Linked DNA regions of Mus musculus: all the other regions are linked to region 1. The links are chromatin contacts, called in public HiChIP or PLAC-seq and Micro-C maps. All regions are on one chromosome and are shown on one strand. The core of a region is the stretch at or near the end of the contact, and the rest is flanking DNA. Distances in the headings are between cores, read along the strand shown. Region 1 holds the start of Ube2ql1 (ubiquitin-conjugating enzyme E2Q family-like 1). Region 2 holds the start of A930018O16Rik. Region 3 has its middle 26 kb from the start of 4933416O17Rik.

Evidence for each region. A called contact is a pair of places that touch in the nucleus more often than the background predicts. HiChIP or PLAC-seq counts read pairs in DNA pulled down with a chosen protein or histone mark.
Region 2: a contact with region 1 is called in a Micro-C map of embryonic stem cells, with 6 times the contacts expected there. The contact joins the promoter of A930018O16Rik here to the promoter of Ube2ql1 in region 1. A contact is called at or near these places in 5 of 484 Hi-C or Micro-C datasets (cerebral cortex, cortical neurons and embryonic stem cells) and 1 of 9 other capture datasets (pancreatic islet).
Region 3: an H3K4me3 HiChIP or PLAC-seq map of embryonic forebrain shows a contact between it and region 1, with 4 times the contacts expected there. The contact joins the enhancer-like site here to the promoter of Ube2ql1 in region 1. A contact is called at or near these places in 4 of 39 promoter capture datasets (hematopoietic stem and progenitor cells, hippocampal neurons, liver and 1 more), 3 of 484 Hi-C or Micro-C datasets (cerebellar granule neurons, cerebral cortex and cortical neurons), 5 of 115 datasets of contacts at active chromatin or transcription factors (astrocytes, embryonic forebrain, embryonic hindbrain and 2 more) and 2 of 9 other capture datasets (adipose tissue and liver).

Annotation. Positions count from the first base shown.
Region 1 is chr13:69,738,397-69,741,739 of GRCm38.p6, reverse strand. It overlaps Ube2ql1 (ubiquitin-conjugating enzyme E2Q family-like 1), which reads left to right and starts at 1,843. Exons shown (of 2, transcript NM_001145162.1): 1 at 1,843-3,182. The coding sequence starts at 2,400.
Region 2 is chr13:69,532,610-69,535,952 of GRCm38.p6, reverse strand. It overlaps A930018O16Rik, which reads right to left and starts at 1,638. Exons shown (of 1, transcript XM_011244606.3): 1 at 502-1,638. The coding sequence starts at 1,638. The coding sequence ends at 757. It overlaps Tent4a (terminal nucleotidyltransferase 4A), which reads left to right and starts at 2,089. Exons shown (of 13, transcript NM_198600.2): 1 at 2,089-2,465.
Region 3 is chr13:69,931,981-69,935,323 of GRCm38.p6, reverse strand. No RefSeq gene overlaps it. Among named protein-coding and RNA genes, the nearest start is that of 4933416O17Rik, 26 kb to the left of the region's middle. Within about 2 kb of position 1,628, at least 38 of the 459 cell types and tissues checked have an H3K27ac peak or open chromatin away from gene starts, as enhancers often do. A contact at or near this core is called in cerebral cortex, cortical neurons, embryonic forebrain and 2 more, where this site is marked.

The DNA of each region.
Region 1 (3,343 bases), core at 594-3,093:
TTGACACAAATTAACCAGCACATCTTCCTTATGTTGCCTCTGTCAGACATTTTGTCAGAGCAATGAGAAAAGTAGTTGATACAGACATCTGCCAGCCCTCTCTGTGTCTCCTTTTCACCTTCTTTATGCAGCCAGCATGCTTAAAGGAACTCTTGGGACACTGCAGGCAGATCTACCCTTTTGCCCTTCCCTAGTGAAGATGAGGATGAGGAAGATGGTGGTGGTGATGGTGATGGTGATGAAGGAGAAGGCAGGAAGAAGAGGAGGAGAAAGAAGAGGAGGAGGATGAAGAAGAAAATGATGATGATGATGGTAAGGAGGAGGAGGAAGAGGAAGAGAAGGAAGAAGAGGAGGAGAAGGCTACCGTGGAATGCAGTGTTAAACAAAGCAATCAGGAGCCCAGGACAAACAGACCTTGATTCAGCTTCCCTCAGATTCCACCAAATAGTCTGTGTTGTTCTTAGTCCAAATCACCCTGTGGGTCCTGTTGAAAGTCAAAGGATTGACAGGCTCTCTGGAGAACCACCCTCTCCCAGGTGCAATGTTGGGTGGGTGTGAACCTTCTACTCCTCATCTACACCAGCTAGCCTGGCTCCCCCATTACACATCTATCCCCAAATCTGAATCTCCAAACCCAGGTCTGTGTCTTCACAGCGACATCACCAGTTATTTTCCACAGTGAAAACTCAAAATTTGGTAAAAGATGTGAGGGGCAGAAAGGCAAGGGGCTGTCATCTAGAAGGAACGCCTGTCCTGAAGAGCTGAGCTGCTTCCCCTCCCCTCTCTTCCCCCCATCCACACACCAGCAGAGGCAGTAGGCTCTGACGCCAGTTAGGATGGCAGCGGGATAATATTCGTTGTTCTTGAGGGATTGGTTTCGCCTACGCCATTGGGCCACACGCTGCACACCGGAACCGTCACAGTTCGAGCTAATCTGAAATAGATTTTAGTTGGAATTTTCACCAGATTTTTAAGTGAGTTTCCACAGGCTGAAGGAAGAAGGAAAGGCAGGGTGGACTGTGAATCTGCAGGCGGAAGGCGGATCTCTCCCTCATTTGAGTATTGTGGAGGTCCCTCACTCAGGAGAGCAGCCCTGGGGGGCGGGGAGGGGGTGGCCAACGGGGGTTGCTGCTCGGAAAGTCCTTTCCCGCTCTTAGCACCGGTCAGCGCCAGAGAAGGCGTCTGGTGTTATTCTCCGCTGCATTTTGGAAAGCAGCCACCACGCACAGCCTGGCCATGGAAAGCCGAAACGCTGCGGCCAGCAGGCAGGGGATGGGGTGGAAGGAGCAAACCAGTGAGGGCTGAGTGGATTGGCTAAAGGTTTGCTTTTAGTCGTGACTTTGAACGGGCTGTTCTTTAAGTTTGCAGTAGATCTACCCTTTCATCCCGCTTTCCGCCCTGACTTTAAAGTCCTTACGTGTTCCTTCTGTCATTCTAGGCTCCCACCGCCCAGAAGTGTTGCGTAGAAACATTGGGCTCATACCTCTGGTTAGAAGGATTAATAAAGAGGTTGATTTCCACCTTTTCCCTCTGGTTGTCCTAAGGAGGTTAAATGGGATATAAGGCCCGGACCTCAAACACAGCATTCAGGTTTTAGGGTCCCAAAGAATGCAGTGATTCTGAGAGACCCTATTAGCACGCTCAGGCCAGCCCTCCCCTGGCTCCCCAGCGCACGCAGCTAGCACGCAGCCAGGAGAAAATGGTGCGGGCGCGTACCGCTGTCTCCCCCCAGCGGCCGTGCGTGTGTCGCCGCAGGAACCTGGCGGCGGGGGTGGCTCGGTGCAGTCAAGCCCGCGGCTCCGCCCCGCGCTCCCCCTCCCGGCCGGCAGTGCCGCCCCCTCCGCGCCGGGCTCGGCTCAGACGGAGCAGCCGCCTCTGCAATGTCAGCAGCCGCAGCGGCGGCGGCAACGAGAGCGGCAGTGGCCCGGGCCCCGCGGTAGCCGCCAGCGCAGCACGGCCCGGCAGGCGCACAGCGCGACTCCACGGCCACCTCGCTGTCTCCGGGGCACCGCGGGCGGTTGTGCGCGCCGCGGTGCAGCTCTTAGACTCGGGACCAGCGGGTCTGCGGCCGCGCACAAAGGACCACGGACACCCGGCGTCCGGGGACTGCGCCCAGGGACCGGCCAGGAACAGCAGCTGAGCCGCGTCTCCACGCCTCCCCTCCCTGGGCTACCGGAGCCCTTGCCCGAGAAGACCCGTCATATGACAGCGGCGACAAGGCGGCCAGCGAGCGCTGGTACTGCCCGCTCCGCTGCGCCACGGCCGCCGGCTCCTAAGGTGGCCCTCGCCGCGCCCCACTAAGCGGTCGTCTGCCTCCCCCCCACAAGCCCCGTGCGTCCCAGCTATCCGGCTCGGGGAACAGGAGCCCCGGCAAGCCCCTCGCCAGAGCCGAGCCTAAGATGGCCACGCTGCTCCGTAAAATCGGGCTCATTCGCCTGCACAACCGGGACACCGAGGACCCCAAGCACCACCACAACCACCGTGGCGGAGGCGGCGGCCAGCAGAGCGCATCGCTGCGCGGCAAAGGTGGTGGTAAGAGCAGCGGCCACAAGCAGCAGCAGCAACAGCAGCACCCCGGGGGCTCAGGCGACGCCAGCCCGGGGCCCGGCAAGGGCAAGAGTAAGCGCGCGGCGGAACTGGCCGCGCGCGACAAGCAGCCGCAGCCAGCCGCGGGGGCGGCGGGGGCGGCGGGCGCCGGGGGCCCCCGGGAGCGGGCGGCGGGCGCCAGGGCGGGGCCGGGCCCCGCGGTGGCCGCGGCGGCGGCGGGCGGCAGCCTAGTGCCCGCGGCGCGCCAGCAGCACTGCACACAGGTGCGCAGCCGGCGGCTCATGAAGGAGCTCCAGGACATCGCGCGCCTCAGCGACCGCTTCATCTCGGTGGAGCTGGTAAACGAGAACCTCTTCGACTGGAACGTGAAGCTGCACCAGGTGGACAAGGACTCGGTGCTGTGGCAGGACATGAAGGAGACCAACACAGAGTTCATCCTGCTCAACCTCACCTTCCCCGATAACTTCCCCTTCTCGCCGCCCTTCATGCGGGTGCTCAGCCCGCGACTGGAGAACGGCTACGTGCTGGACGGAGGCGCCATCTGCATGGAGCTGCTCACGCCGCGCGGCTGGTCCAGCGCCTACACGGTGGAGGCCGTCATGCGCCAGTTTGCTGCCAGCCTGGTCAAGGGCCAGGTAAGACGGCCAGGAGCAGAGGCCCGGGTTGGGTGGGGAGTTCGAGGCTAGGCCTGAGATGGAAAGCGATGTTTGACCCCTCTAGGCGTAGGTGAGAACTGGCCCAGATCCTCCCGAACAAGCCTGCCAGGGACGCTTCGCCCCACCTCCTCCGCTTCTTT
Region 2 (3,343 bases), core at 389-2,888, 210 kb after region 1:
ACCTGGAGAAAATGGGGAAAGACTAGGTGGAGTCTGGCAGGTTAGCAAGGCTGTTACATTTTGATCAGTGAGAGAGTAAGCTCCAGTAACATTCTGAGGCGATAGACGATCTGATTTCTTAAAAGTAACAACTTAAATATGTATGCATATATGCGTGGACATATCAGACGCTGGGATCACCGGCTGAGTGGGTTAAAAATTAAAGGGGGCAAAGGAAGGAATATGGGGAAAACACCTGGGAGACAATTTAAAAACAGACCAAAGACGGAGGTGACCAATGAGAAGAGAGGCAAGAATTTGTCTTTGGACAGTAGCAGAGCCAAGAGGAACGAGGGACGGAGGAGGGCAAAGACTTTTGCGCTTTTGCCCAGATCCATTAAAAATTGAGTTCAAACAAGAACTGTTTTTCTTTCCCGTAGTATTTAACACAACACACTCTGGGACAGGGCTTCAGGGCTTGCGTGTACTGTTTGCAATCGTCCTGCCTTGGCCTCCCAAACGCTGGAATTACAGGCACTCGTGACCACACACAAAGCATAGGCTCTGCTCATTGGCTGTGATCTCCACATACACCGGTGGTCAGAAAACGCCAGAGATAAAACATTCATTCGCATTAACGCTACTGACTGAAGGCAGTAAGCACGCTACCTGGCCCTTACTTCCACCTTGGTACAGTGTGAGAAGGGCCAAGTACTTGGTAAGGTTTGCTCCACGGTGGTACAGACCACGAGGGAAGCAGTTCTCTTATGCTCAAAATTAGCGGAGCCCGGATGCAGAGGCCCAAGGACGGCAGAGGCAGAGCGGGCACCCGCTGGGCTGGACCCGCACACCAAACGCACAGGACACCAGAGCTGCTTCCGGCTTCACGGGCCGTGGCGCCCGCACGCGGCGCATGCCAGAGCAGGCGCGTTTGGTGGAGCGCGTTGCGAGCGACGGGCCACGCGTGGCCGGCTCTGCCCAGTCACTCCACCGTACAGAGCACGCGAGGAGAAGGCGGGAGGGCGGGGGCTCGACCCGGTGCAGTCGCAGCGGTTTCGTTTTCCCAGGCGGTCCGCGACCGCAGCACACCAGCCGGCGCGGAAACTTCCACCCGGCACGCTGGCGTGTCTGCGCACGCGCAGCGCGGCCCACACAGCCCAGCGCCGACCCGCACCCGCCCCTCCGGCCCCGCCCTGTCTGTCTGGTCTGCATGCGCCCGCGCCACTGTCTCTCCGCCGCCGCCCGGAGCGCGCAGTGCGCAAGCGCGGTAACCAAGGCGGCGCTGTCTAGTGAGGATTTGAAATCCCCGCGCGTGCGCACTGCGCCGCGGCCCGCGAGGGAGGCCGCGCCCCCGCGCCGCCGCCCCCGCGCCGCCTCCCCGCCCCTCATTGGAGCTGAGGCGGCGGCCCCCATCCCTCTCCGTTCCCGGCCGCCGCCGAGGGCGTCTTTCCGCCGCCGCGCCGCAGGAGCGCCGTGACTGACTGACGGCCCGACGCTCTGGGCCCGCCCCCTCGGCCGGTCACCGCCCCTTCGATGGCCTCTCCCTGCCGCCCGCACGCTACGCCGCCGCCGCCGCGGCCCCCTCGCCCTCCCCGCGCCGCCTGAGCCACCGGGACCGCAGCTGCGCCGCGCGCCCCACCGAGCGCCGCCCGCGCCCATCCGCGCGCACCGGAGCGCGGCCCAGGCCCGTCCGTCCGTCCGTCCGCGCGGCCGGCCCGGGGCGCGGCGGGGCGGGGCGCGGCGGGGGCGGGGCGCGGCGGGCGACGCGGGCCCCGCGGGGGCGGCGCGTGGATGGATCCGCGCGTGGCCTGGATCCAGCCGGAGCAGAAGGGGCCGGCCAATGCCCTGTGGATGCAGATCTGGGAGACCTCGCAGGGCGTGGGCCGTGGCGGCTCCGGCTTCGCGTCCTACTTCTGCCTCAACTCGCCGGCGCTGGACACGGCGGCCGCGCCCGGGGCGGCGGGGCGCGCAGCACCAGCAGCAGGAGGCCCGGGGCCGGCGCCCGCCGCCTCGTCCCCGCCGCCGGCGCCCGGCCCCGCCGCGCTGCCCCCGGCGCTGCTTACCGCGCTAGGGCCCGCGGCGGACAGCGCAAGACGCTTGCACAAGTCCCCGTCGCTGTCGTCGTCGTCGTCCTCGTCGTCGTCCAACGCCGAGTCGGGCACCGAGAGTCCCGGCTGCTCGTCGTCGTCCTCCAGCAGCACCTCGCTCGGCCGCGCCGGCAGCGGCCGCACCTTCTTCAGCTTCGCCGACGGTGCTGCCCACGCACACCCGGGCCCACGCGGCTCCACGCCCGCCGGCTCGCCGCCGCAGCACCAGTTCCACCCGGGTCGGCGGAAACGCGAGAACAAGGCCAGCACGTATGGCCTCAACTACCTGCTGTCGGGCAGCCGCGCGGCCACGCTGAGCGGAGGGGGCGGCCCCGGGGCCCAGGCGGCGCGGCCCGGCACGCCGTGGAAGAGCCGCGCGTACAGCCCGGGCATCCAGGGGTGAGTGCGCCCGAGCCGCGGGGCTGCCAGCGGCGCGGGCACTTTAAAAACTCCGTTGGATCGAGATCCACCAGGCAGGGGGGATTGACAGTTCGGGATGGAGGCCTAGGGCTAGACTAGAAAGTGGTTCCTTTCTTTCCTCTGCTCCAGGGCAGGGAAGCAAGGGCTGGCTGTCAGAGTGGGAAGCGTTTACGCGTGTTCTTTCCTGTAGGCTAAATCCTGTATCTTAGTGTAGTGAGGTTGAATGTAAAAAATTTTTGTTCCCTTTTTTTGAGACAGTAGGTTTTTGGTATTGGTGCAGTTTAGCCATCAAGTGAGGTTTAGAAGTGGAGTCTTGTGTGTGTTGAGGTTACCTCGTACGTTTTAATTTTGGGCAGACGTTCACAGAAAGACCGTCACCTGGGGTTTCTGAAAACCACCTAATAGTACTCAGGTTTTTTTCCTGTGAACTCACAGGAAGGTGTTTTCATTTAAAAATTTTTCCATAAGGCTCAGAGGACCTTAGCGGTTTAATGTCCCCAATGACAGCAAGGTGGGGGTGTTGGTCTGGAATTGCCCCAGGTGAGACTTTTCTAGTATGAAGCTCTTCATTCAACCTATTGGTTGAATTTCTGAACATCTAGAAACAAAATAGTGGTTGTGTAGTCTCAAGACTGGTGAGCTTGATTTGCCTCAGTTCCTGCCGCTCTTAAAGGGCGTCTAACCTCCCCCCCTCCCCCTCACTCCAGGGAGCGACATCCCCAGTTCAAGTCCACCCGGGTGGTTGCTAGGCCCTGGGACTCCTTTGAGGTAACTTCTTAGGGGGCTGTTTGCGGTTTGAGGTCTGTGGGGAACACGGATACTCTTTAAGGGGTTGGGGGTGTTACATAGAAACAGTT
Region 3 (3,343 bases), core at 379-2,878, 190 kb before region 1:
CTCCTTTTCCTTCATCCTTCCCTCCAATAATAGTGGCCCACTGAAATTTTTAAATACAACCTTTCCCCCCACTTCACGTAGCTTTGAGCGCTTGGGGACTGTACCCGTGATCCACTCTTGGAAATACTCCTGTCTCTATTTTCAGAGACAGCAGTGCTAATGGCTTCAAAACCGTTCATGTCTTCATCATTCTTGAAAGTTCCCAGCCAATACCCAGGCCACGTTTGTCTAGACAGAGGGCCCAATATGTCTATGGAAACATCATCTCCAGCCATTAGGCCACATCAGAACAAAAGGGACAGGAGAGTCTCCTTACAACACAGACCCTCTGTAATTATGCCTGTCCACCAAATGACAGTGCTGATTAAATAGTAATTAATTACTCAATGGGCTGAATTAAATAATCAAGCAAGCTGCAGGTAATGTAATCACAATAGTTATTTGGCTTTTAATGGATGCTTTTGTAAGTACCGATGTGGAATATCTTCCACCTAGCTGGAATCAGTCCCAAACTTTGGGATGTTCGTTCTTTTCTCTATTAGGATCTGAGCAGTGATTTGTAAACAATAGTCCTCAATGTGGGACTAAATCACATGACGAAAAGCAGTCTAGTCTGGCCACCTCTCATCCAGACTATGTCATAAGTGACCACCAGGCTGTTGCTAGACATGTTCCCTATAGAACCTGAGGGGGTCGTGGGAGCCAAGGCTACAGATCACAACAGGATACAAGAGAACATGAGAAGACAAAGCTCATGTGCTCATCCAAATTGGTAGAAATCAAAGAGGAAATATAAGAAAAATATAAGAATGAGAAATCTGTATATGTACATATATATGTGTGTATATATATGTATATATATATATATACATACATACATATATAAAAATTTGGTGTGCTCAGCAACCATTTCTCAGGCTTTCAGGATACAAAATGGCCATGGTCAGACTCTATGCACCATTCGAGGGCTCCCTTCACTTTGCCTATGGTCAACCTCCTTCCTTCCCTCATAAAATTAATCATCTGATGGATAGATATCAACGTGCATCCAAAATGCTGGCTAGCATTTCAAAGACATAGCATCTGCACTCAGACCTGCCATTCCTGAAACACTCCCAAGAGAGCCCCTTCAAGTTACTTTATGAATGAGTTCACAAAACCAGAGAAGCCAGTGCGTTTCAGAAACCCATTAATCACGTTGGTGGGATCTCAGCCCCAAAACCCATTCCTTTGCAAAGGTCCTGGCGGGAGACACAGCTCAGTATTTGAGCATGTGCTGAGCACATGCAAAACGCAAGGTTTGATCTCCAAAGAAGCAAACGATTTGAACTCCTGTACTCTCAGCAGAAAGATTTGGTGGCTGCGAAGTCTGAATGACGCAAGTGTGGCGGTTTCACCCTGCCCAGGCATACTTAACAGAGCTCGTACTTCCGCGTCTGCCTTGGCCTTAAGATAAACAAGACTTGCTTTACCACACGGTAGAGCTCACCACAACTGTGAGTAAAGAAAACCAATCCACAGAGCTGCTTTTAGCCCCACTGTCTTCACATGAATATTTACTCCCTGCCAGGGAGCTGGCACTGGGATGGCTTCTGTGAGCTTCTTTCTCTCCCAGCTGCCCGGTAAATCCATTGTTAGGAGTGTCGCCATGGCAACGGAGGGCAGCAGAAGGCAAAGAAACTGACAGTCACCCACACAGTGCTGGCTGGATCTGTGGGCTAATTAAAAGGTTCCATATTCCGGGTCACTTCGTAAAGGAGAACTGTCTCTCGGAAACCCTTGGCCACAAATTACTCCACCCAGAAGCCCCTGACCGCCCAGCCTCAGGTGCTGGTTGTTCTCAAAAGTCTGCTCTGTTCTCTGGGGGCAAGGCACACCCAAGGCCACCCGAGCTCCTTGGCTGAGCTATCTTATTAAATGCATTCAATCTATTTCCTGCCAGTAGGTGCATAAATCAAAGAAGTGGATTGATTAAAGGCAAACTGTTTTCCTCGGGCCCTGCTCTAGTGTGACGTCACTGAGTAGCGAATTTGGTTCTAGAAGCTTCTTTGTGTTCTTTAAGTCTCTTTCTCAGAGTCTAGAGTAGGGGTCGGGAATAGTATCGTGTCTAACAAGCTGGTAGGGTTTTCCTTGAACTTTCATTTATTGTTTAATCCCGAGTGAGTTCTGATTGAGTTTCATGAGATAGACTCTAAGCAGGTCCAAAATTTGCCTATGACCTTGCCATCAGGACCTAGATTAGCCTCCCTGAGCAATAGTGTATGTAGTCTCTGAGCTGCATGCCACAAAAGCTGTCAAAGTGGAGGCAGGCCTTTCCTTCCTGCCCCAGATAATGGCTGCTCCAGTAAAATGTCCTACTGGATCTGCCCAAAATGGTAGCTCCTGTCAAAATGGAGGCACCACCCCATGTCCTCAGCCAGAAGCCTTCACAAGAGCTGCAGGAGCTGTCCGTGGTGGAAGCACTCTCTTTTCTGCCTCAGCCTGAAACTCCTGAAACACCACTGCAGAAGCTGTCCCTCAGGAGCTGTCCTCAGTGGCAACATCTCCTCTCCAGAACTCAACTTGCAGCAGCCCCACAGAGATGGCACCTCAGCAAAAGCTGGCTTCAGCCAGGAAGGACTTTCCACCCTGACCGGTAGACCTGATGCAGGGAAAGGAGGGGGAGAGGGGCGTGGGGAAAAAAACACCAATACCTGAGCAGGAAAATCCACCAATCCCTGAGCTTCCCACAAAACCCACCAATCCCTAAACAGGAAAATCCACCAATCCCTGAACCACCCCAAGCTCAGGATTTGAAATCCCACCAGTCCTTCCTCTGGAAATCTCTTCCCTGAGAAGCCCCGCCTCTCAGAAATCCTATATAAGCACTGCACCTTTGTCTAGTTCATTGCTGTCTGCCCCCAGGAGCAGAGGGCAGTCATCCCTGTATTTGTCCCTTCATACTGGACCCTCCAATAAATCTCATGAGATTTGTTTGGTGTAACTCTTGTCGGTAGAAGACAAGAAGCAATGAAGAAAGGAAGAAGCGAAGAGAAGGAGTAGGGCTGAGACTCCTCAGCTCCTCAGCTCGGTTGGGGATCCCCTCCCCTGGGAGCTGCAATGCCTCTGTGGAGGAGGCTTCCTCTCAGAGCTGTGTGGTTCCTGAGCTCCCGTGTCTCTGGATGTCTTTCCACCGTGACACATTCTCCCCTCAGAGTTGTGTGGTCCCTGGGTTTCCACGTCCCAGAATACCCTAGCATCTGAACAGAAACACAATTAGCACCTCAACCTCCCACAGTCCTCTCTATCTCTCCTCCTCAGTCAGACCCTGTGTTATGGCCCCTGCTCTACTCAGCCCCAGACC